2 separate regions of the Sus scrofa genome follow, and region 2 is linked to region 1. The links are chromatin contacts, called in public Hi-C maps. All regions are on one chromosome and are shown on one strand. Each heading gives the region's core, a stretch centred on a gene start, on an enhancer-like site or on the middle of the called end of the contact. The rest is flanking DNA. Distances are from core to core; before and after follow the strand shown. Region 1 holds the start of MAPK1 (mitogen-activated protein kinase 1). Region 2 has its middle 15 kb from the start of YPEL1.

The links. A called contact is a pair of places that touch in the nucleus more often than the background predicts.
Region 2: a Hi-C map of blood shows a contact between it and region 1, with 3 times the contacts expected there. The contact joins the enhancer-like site here to the promoter of MAPK1 in region 1. A contact is called at or near these places in 4 of 47 Hi-C or Micro-C datasets (blood, brain, embryonic fibroblasts and 1 more) and 1 of 2 datasets of contacts at active chromatin or transcription factors (alveolar macrophages).

The regions. Positions count from the first base shown.
Region 1 is chr14:50,081,742-50,086,072 of Sscrofa11.1, forward strand. It overlaps MAPK1 (mitogen-activated protein kinase 1), which reads left to right and starts at 1,815. Exons shown (of 9, transcript NM_001198922.1): 1 at 1,815-2,104. The coding sequence starts at 1,989. It overlaps PPM1F (protein phosphatase 1F), which reads left to right. Exons shown (of 8, transcript XM_021073287.1): 8 at 1,173-1,306. The coding sequence ends at 1,285.
Region 2 is chr14:50,173,511-50,178,339 of Sscrofa11.1, forward strand. No RefSeq gene overlaps it. Among named protein-coding and RNA genes, the nearest start is that of YPEL1, 15 kb to the right of the region's middle. Within about 2 kb of position 2,486, at least 1 of the 83 cell types and tissues checked has an H3K27ac peak or open chromatin away from gene starts, as enhancers often do.

The DNA.
Region 1 (4,331 bases), core at 565-3,064:
CTGTCTTCTTTGGGGAGGGGGTGCCTGTAGTTTGACTTTGTGGTGTTTGTTCTCTTGTACATTTTCTTCTTAAAGAATTTCATCACCAGCTTTTTCTCATAGTCGTCTCCTATCCTGCTGACTTGCTCTTCTACACTGTTAAGTCTGCTTATTACAGCTCCAACCATTGCTTTTACTTTGGCTATTGTGGTTTTAATTTCATGGTACCCTCTATTTATCTTGGCCTGTCCTTTAAAAGATGCAAGTTCTTCTTTTAATCAAGAATCAGGGAGTTCCTGTCATGGCTCAGTGGTTAACAAATCTGACTAGGAACCCTGAGGTTGAGGGTTTGATCCCTGGCCTTGCTCAGTGGGTTAAGGATCCTGCATTGCTGTGGCTTTGGCATAGGCCGGTGGCTACAGCTCTGATTAGACCCCTAGCCTGGGAACCTCCACATGCCGTGGGAAGTGGCCCTAGAAAAGGCAAAAAGACAAAAAAAAAAAAAAAAAAAAAAAAGGAATAAGAATCAGGTGTTGGGTTCTACTTTATGGACTAAACATATTTCAAAAGAGTACTTTTTGGCTGTAGCCCTTTATTTATTTTCTCATATGCCACATGTTTTTTTTTTTCCCCAGAGGATTTTTTTCTCTTTTGCTTATTCATCTTCAAGACTGTCTAGTTGATCTTTGTTGATGACTGGAAGTCCAGGCTTTCTGGATCACAGTGTCAGACAATCAGGACGCAGAATTTCCCACCCTTAGTCCCCTTTCCAAGACGACGCAGGTGACTCCAATGAAGTGGCTCAGAAGCAAGGGCTGGATCATCTTCTGTCTCATTGTCTTAGCTGTTTATCGAATTCACCTGCTTCAAGATTCTGCCTTTTATTTTCAACCTCTGGTGTTTGTGACTATTAAAGTTACAGTTGATTTATGTTGTGTTCATTTCTGCTATACAGCAAAGTGATTCAGTTATACATATATACATTCTTTTCCATTTTTGTGACAATCTCTGAACCTCAGTGCGTCTAACTCGTTTTCTCTAGATGTTAATACTTGTTTTTTTCGCGTTTCTACCTGGGTAAGATCCTGCCCATCTGTACCAACTTGGGTGCCAGTCTCTGAATCTCAGTGTTTTTCTCAGGGTCTCAACCCACTACTCCCGAACCCCTTACTCTGCTCTCCTTTTCTTCGCAGTACTTCGCAGACAACTTGAGTCTTCCTTCAGATCCATCGACCGTCCATCCATCATCTCCTGGAGGGTAGCTTCGAGGAGGGTGGACGCGCAGGAACGCGGTGACACTTGTTGAACGAGCCTCTGCCGGAGCGGGCCGCGTCCGGGCTTCTTGTCTCCGCCTCCCACTCTGGGTTTCACACTTTCTCAGGATGCAAATATCTCTCTCGGTCTCGGTCACCCTTCCGGCTTCTGTGCGGGTCTCGAGGCCTCTAATCTGTATGGGCCCCGGACTCTCACAAACCTGGCTCGGCGCGCGGGGGCGGGGGGAATCCGCCCCGGTCGCGCTCCTACTCGGAGGGAGCCGCCCGGAGCTTCTCTCGGCCCGCTGCCCCGCCCGTTCGGCCCCGCAAGCTCGCCCCGCCTCGGAGTCCTCAGCGTTTCCCCGCCGCCTCCCGCGAGCGCACGTGACCGCGCCCCGCCCCGCCGCTGCAGTGCTCCGCCCCCAACGCGCCTCTTCCGCCGGCCGCGCAGCCCTGCCCCCAGGCCGCGGGAGCCAATCCGCGCTCACGCCTACGGCCCTGCCCCGGCGCCCTCCTCGGCGCGCGCCCCTCCCTCCGCCCGCCGGCCCGCCCGTCAGTCAGTCAGGCGGGCAGTCGGTACGAGCGGTCGGTGGCTATCTACCTCTCCCGAGCGGGTCCCTCACTGATTCTTCCCGGCCAGCGGCGGCGGCTGCAGCGGCTGGGGCGCGGTCTCCCCGTTGGTGCAGCGTGGGCCGAGCAGCGGCCGCGGAGCATCGAGCCCAGTGCGGCGGCGGCGGCGGCGGCCCGGCAGCCAACATGGCGGCGGCGGCGGCGGGCGCGGGCCCCGAGATGGTCCGCGGGCAGGTGTTCGACGTGGGGCCGCGCTACACCAACCTCTCCTACATCGGCGAGGGCGCCTACGGCATGGTGTGGTGAGTGTCCATGCCCCGCGGCCTGGCCGCGCCCGCCGCCCTCCCCTCCCCCCCAGCCGGGCTCACCGCTGCTGCCCCGCTTGCTCTCCGGACCCCGACCCTGACCCCGACCCCGGACGCGGACCCAGCCCCTACCCCAACCCGGACCTCCGACCTCCGACCCAGGCCCGCTGCGCCGCCAACCGCAGCGGGGCCTCGGTCGGGGCGGGGCTGGTCGGGCTGGGGCGTTGCTCGGCGCGGGGAGGGGGCGGGGGGTGGACACTGGATCCAGGACCCCGGCCCGGGAACCTAGGCCCCCTCCGCCCCCCCCGCCCCCCTCCCCGGCCTGGGTGTGCGCCGCGCGGCCTGCTCTTCGCGCCGGGGTGGGAAGCCGCGAATTCCTTCAGATGCTGGCGGCGGCGGCCGCGGCGTGTGTGCCCCGCCCCGAAATGACCGTCTGTTATTTTCCTTCCCTCGCCTGCGTTTTCCACGCACGGCTTTCATCAGATACCTTCGGTGGTGCCAGCGGTGCTCTCCTGCGCAGGCTTTTGAAAAAGCATTAGTGGCGTCAATGTTTGTTTTGGCATATTTCATTCTTGATGAAGTTTTTAAATGGGTTTTAATATCGTACTGTCCGCGTTTTAGGAAAGATAAACCAGCATCCCTCTCTTGATTTATTAAGGAGTCATTTGGAGTTGGGCCTAAATTGGCTTCTTTTTCCTTTATCTCGCTTGAACTCTATTACCAGCATAAAGGCATCCAGACGTTTTAGCACAATTATTGTGGACTTTTACTGTCAATGCTTTAGTGGTCAATATGTATGCAGTCCTGGTGGAGTTCTTGCAGTGTCACATGCTGGTTCCCTCGTCTTGATGCAGATCCCTCAGAAACGTTTGTGGAGTGGAGGTGACGGTGTTTTTTTTTCGTTTTTTTTTTTTTTTTAAATTAGTACTAACTAGCTGTCTTGTGCTGATGAAGACTTGTGCAGGTGTGGACTCCCTTATACCTAAATCTTGTGAGTGTCTTTTGTGTTGAACGAAGGAAAAAAACTAATACTGAATGCTGCGTGGCAGGTACTGTGCTAGATATATTATCTCATTTTATTTGAATAGTCAGCTGGTGGGAGGGAAGGGCTGTGAGATCTTTCAGATGAGAAAGTATTTCTGGTAAAGCCAATTCCTAAGGTCATTCAACTAAAGAGTCAGACTTGAGATTGTAGACTGAGAATTTAACTTCAGTTGCTGCAGCTCTTTTCATTACATCCTATTTTTCTTAAATAATGTTATTAATAATTTTAGAATTCTAGTCTGTCTTACTCATAAGCAAATCTATTTCAGAAATATATTCAACTTTAAATGATCTTGATTTCAGAAAGGCCATAGAGGGCATGATTTACCAGTTACATTAGCTAGGTTCAAAGACTACATAAACTTTAAAAAAAAAGAAAAAGACTTTCATTGAATCTTGAATATTTTCATTCTTTTCAAGATCAAAATGCTTCAAAGTATACAGCTGAGAATTAACGTGAATTCAGAGGCTAAGGAGCCAAAAGCGAAATTAAATTAGTTGAGGCCTAAAAGAAATGCAGTCCTAGAATGCAATGGAGAGAAAGTAATGCCCCACAGCATCACTTGTGTCCTACATCTGATTGCTGTTGTATCTGCTGGTAAGTGTGCCAGTAAAGGTCTCTATGAAGTGTTCAGAATTGCCTGTCATGTCCTTCAGCCCTTCCAAAGAAGATAAATTAGAACCTAAGATAGACTCTGAAAAGAACTAGTTTTGGAGTTCCCATCGTGGCTCAGTGGTTAACAAATCTGACTAGGAACCATGAAGTTGTGGGTTCGATCCCTGGCCTTGCTCAGTGGGTTAAGGATCCGGCATTGCTGTGAGCTGTAGTGCAGGTTGCAGACGTGGCTCGGAATCTGCATTGCTGTGGCTCTGGCATAGGCCAGGGGCTACAGCTCTGATTGGACCCCTAGCCTGGGAACCTCCATATGCTGCGGAAGCAGCCCAAGAAATGGCAAAAAGACAAAAAAAAAAACAAAAACCAAAAAACTAGTTTTATGACAATCCAGTTTAGAGGTTTTTTTTTCTTTTTAATTTGATAAGAATGTTTACTAGTCTGAAGCTCATTTAGATCTGCTAACTTTCTGTAGCTTCTGTAGACTTATTTGACCTTCTAAATCTCTGTCGGGTAAAATACCAAGCCCTCTTAATGTGACGTTCCTTTCTTAAGTAGGATCCAAGT
Region 2 (4,829 bases), core at 1,236-3,735, 92 kb after region 1:
CTTTCCTCTGATGTGTCCAATCTACAGATGAGCCCATCAAAGTTGTTCTCCATTTCTGTTAGGGTTTTTCCCCCCTAGGGTTTTCTTTTGACTCTTAGTATCCATCTCTCTGCTTACATTACTCATCTGTTCTTGCATGTTGTCCACTTTTTCCATTAGGGCCCTTAATCATAGGTGGTTTAAATTCCCAGTGCAATAATTCCAAAATCTCTGCATATCTAGGTCTGGTTCTGATTCCTCCTTTGCTCCTCAGACTGTGTTTTTTCTCTTAGCACACATGTAACATTTTGTTGGAAGGCAGACATGATCTATTGGGTAAAAGAACTGGAGGAGACAAGCCTTTAGTGTGAGGTTTTTGTTTTCCTGGCTGGAAGTCAGGCTCTGCTTACTGTTTGTTCAGTAGCTTCAGACTGAAATTTCCTCCAGTGTCTCTGCTTTGTTTCCCCTGTTGTCCTTGGGGTTCCCTAGAGACTCCTCCTTAGGTGGAATCTGAACCTAGCTGCAATTTTTGGCAGTGTACAGGAGCCCTGTTGATAGGGCAGGAGGATGTGGGTGGAGGGGGAGTGCTTCCTAATCATGTCCCTGTGTTTCTTGGGGCTTGTTTGCCCCCTTAGGTAAGACAGAAAGCCTAGGGAGGTTAAGTTATATCTCTCCCTTCCCTTGTGTTGAATGAGGCTCTGAGAAAATCCTGTCCCTTCCTTGCTGCACTTCCTAGTGAAGAACAATCTGGGCATGTTTCAAAATGGTTACTATTCCCCTCTCCCCTGGGCACATGGGGTTTTCCTCCAATCTTCCCTGTGAGAACCTGGTGGGGCTCCTTGGAGGCACAAGTCATAAAAATGTGGGCCCCCTTAGCCTGGGTCCCCATGAGTTTTTAACTCTCAAGCTAGTCTACACTCGCCTCCAGCCTTTGTTTTTTGTTTGTTTGTTTGTCTTTTTAAGGTCGCACTCACAGCACATGGAGGTTCCCAGGCTAGGGGTCAAATTGGAGCTATACCTGCTGGCCTATGGCACACCAACAGCAATGCCAGATCCAAGCCACATCTATGACCTACACCACAGCTCACAGTAACACCAGACACTTAACCCATTGAACGAGGCCAGGGATCAAATCTGTGTCCTCATGGATGCTAAACAGATTTGTTTCTGCTGAGCCATGACAGGAACTCCCAGCCTCCAGCATTTGTGGGGCCTTTTTGCATGTTCCTGCCAGTTCCTGGCTCCAGTATGTAAGCTGTGATGCTTACAGCTTGTATGTATTGGTTGGGGGGGTGGGTCCTGTACCCTCAATCCTCTGATGAATCTAGAAGAAATCATTGATTTTCAGTTTATTCAGATTTTTTCTTGTTCTGAGGGTGAGGGAGGCCTCTAAACTCTTCATGTGTTGGAGCTAAAACCAGGAGTCAGTTTCATGCTGGCTGCCCAATGTTCTTTTTGTTCTTTCTTTCTTTCCTTTTTTTTGGGGGGGGGTTTTTGTTGTTGTTGTTGTTGTTTGTCTTTTCAGGGCCACACCCACAGCATATGGAAGTTCCCAGGCTAGGGGTTGAATCAGAGCTGCAGCTGCCGGCCAACACCACAGCAACACCAGATCCAAGCCATGTCTGTGACCTGCACCACAGCTCACAGCAACACCAGATCCTTAACCCACTGAATGAGGCAAGGGATCAAACCTAAATCCTCATGGATACTAGTCAGTTTCTTAACCTGCTGAACCACAGTGGAAACTCCCCTGCCCAATGCTTTTCCTAACAAACGCATCCAGAAGGGCAAGGTGTTGGTGCAGCAGAGGCAGCTGGAGAAGAGTAATAAGTCCAGTGTCTTGGACAGACCGGAGGATTGGAGAGAAGCATCTTCACATCTGATTTCTTTTTTTCTTTTTTTTTTTTTTTTTTTTTTTGTCTTTTTGCTATTTCTTTGGGCCGCTCCCTCGGCATATGGAGGTTCCCAGGCTAGGGGTCGAATCAGAATTGTAGCCACTGGCCTACGCCAGAGCCACAGCAATACGGGATCCAAGCCGCGTCTGCAACCTACACCACAGCTCACGGCAACGCCGGATCGTTAACCCACTGAGCAAGGGCAGGGACCAAACCCGCAACGTCATGGTTCCTAGTTAGATTCGTTAACCACTGCGCCACGACGGGAACTCCACACATCTGATTTCAACACAGGCCCGCAAGGAAAACAGCACAGAGGACACCGCTGCAGCCAGGGGCATGTCCACCACAAGGGAACAACAATAAGAGCCTATTTTCCAAAACAAAAAGAATCACAAAAATACAAACACCTCAACTCTTTCCCAACTACCAAGGTAATCAAAGAGCATTGTCTGGTTACATGAGGAAAAGTGACCAGTGCCATTGGTAAACAGGGAAATGCAAAGTCAAGATGAAGCGCCGTTTTGTACACCCCCTACTTTCTAGGGGTTGGTGGTGATGTGGTTTGGTTTGCTTTGCTTTGGGTTTTTTTTTTTTTTTTTTTTTTCCCCTCAGCAAAAGCGAAACTATAAAAGCCAGATATTGTGAAGTTGTAATGTGTTGCTTGTAGTGCTGTAAATGAATAGAGACTGACAGCAGCCAATCAGAAGATGTGTTTGGTTTTCTTTCTTTCTTTCTTTCTTTTTTTTTTTTTTTTTTTTTTTGTCTTTTTGTCTTTTTAGGGCCACACCCGCAGCATATGGAACTTCCCAGGCTAGGGGTCTCATCAGAGCTGTAGCTGCCAGCCTACACCACAGCCACAGCAATGCAGGATCTGAGCCATGTCTGCAACCTACACTGCAGCTCACAGCAATGCCGGATCCTTAACCAGATGAGTGAGGCCAGGGATCGAACCCGCAAATCCTAGTCGGATTCGTTTCTGCTGCACCACAACGAGAACTCCCAGAAGACGTACTTGATGCAGAAATTCCATTTCTAGGACTTTTTTTCCCTAGACAATAATTCTAGGGACAACAGCCACATGACAGAGGTGTTTGTCCCAGCATTACTTGCAACAGCAGAAGGCAGTCATCAGCCTCCACACCCAGCATTCTCTCTAAGAAGCAGCAAGTCCGGACACCAGTGTCCTGACTGCTCTCCAACACGCAGGTCCTAGCCACACTTCCGATCTGGATGCTTTCTTCTCCCCCACCCCACCCCGAGTAATGTTGCCTCCTCTCTCGTCCACTTGCCAGGAGGTTCCTGGAAAGCATGCTGTGTGGCTTGCTCATTTGGGTATGGCAGCCTCCTACCTCCAACACTTGTACAAAGAAAGGCTCATAAAGCCTGATGCACAAAATATGGGCCAGGGACCAGCAGCATCCCCCATCACTGAAGCCCGTTTAAGCACAGAATCTCTGGTGTAAGATGGCACAGTTGAGGCCATGGACATTTTACCACAATTAAAACTTACAATGCGTAATCTCAGGCTCCACCTGAGACATCCTGCCTTTCAGCAAATATTTTAATAAATTCCTAGGTGATTTGTTTAAATTTTGGGAAGCTCTGTCCATTGAATGTATAGTTATTCTCAAGATATAAATTCCCATCAGGAGTTCCCCCTGTGGTGTAATGGGATGGGACAGTGTCTCTACAGTGCCAGGACGCAGGTTCAAATCTCCAGTACAGTAAGTTGGGTTGGATCCAGCATTGCCACAGCTGTGGCGTAGGTTGCAACTGCAGCTCAGAAGTGATTCCTGGCCCAAGAATTCCATGTGCTGAAGGGAGGCCAAAAAAGAAAAAATAAACATTTTTTAAAATAAATAAAGGAGTTCCGGCTGTGGTGCAACTGAATTGATGGCACCTTGGGAGTGCTGGGATGCAATTTTGATCCCCAGCCTGAAACAGTGGGTTAAGGATCTGGCATTGCCACACCTGTGGCTTCCTTTGCAACTGTGGCTCAGATCTGATCTCTGGCCCAGGAATGCCCTGTGCCTCAGGGCAGCCAATAAATAAATAAATAAATAAATAAATAAATTCCCATCATCAGTTACCATTTCTAATTAAAACACAGCCTTAATTTTCCTCCCTCACTGTGGGAGGCTGGTCTTTATTTACTCTGGGGCCCCTTCATTTGCATGAAGGATGGAGAAATCACAGTGGCAGCTGGCAGACTCCAGGGACAGCAGGATGCCATGGCAACCACTTCCATCAGTAACTTAATTTCATCTCTGCTTTTGCATCTTTCTTCAGTCTCGAAGCTGGGAATATTTTTAATTTGGAAAGAACATAAGATGGCATGTGGTTGCTATGCCAACAGCGAATACTTCCTAATGGGCTTGAATATCACACAGGAAACCATGAGCAACTCTCAGATCTTAGACCTCAAGGAGGTACAGCAAGGCTTCACGCCCTCCCTTGGCTGAGGGCACCAGTCGCCACAGGCACCCACCAGCCTGCCTTGAAGTCCCTACCCAGGCTGCTTGGTCTGGCCTCCCTGGGGGTCTTAGGCAGACAGGGAAGGGGGGCAGGAGGGGGATGCTTTGGATAATTGCTTTAGGCCTCTTTCTACCCCTCAAGCCCAGTGTGTTCACTTGCTGGGCCCGCCATACCAAAGGACCACAGGCTGGGCAGCTTCAGCAACGGGATTTATGTCTCACAGTCTGCAGGCTAGATATACAAGATCAAGGTGTTGCCTGGTTTGCTTTCTCCTGAGGCCTCTCTCCTTGGCTTAAAGATGGTCATCTTCTGTCTGTGTCCCTGAATGACCACCCTCTGTGTCTCCATCTCACAAGGACACCAGTTGGGGACCTCCCACTGTGGCATAATGGGATTGGCGGTGTCTGGGGAATGCTGGGTCACAGGTTCCATTCCTGGCCCAGCACAGTGGACTAAGGATCCATCATTACTGCAGCT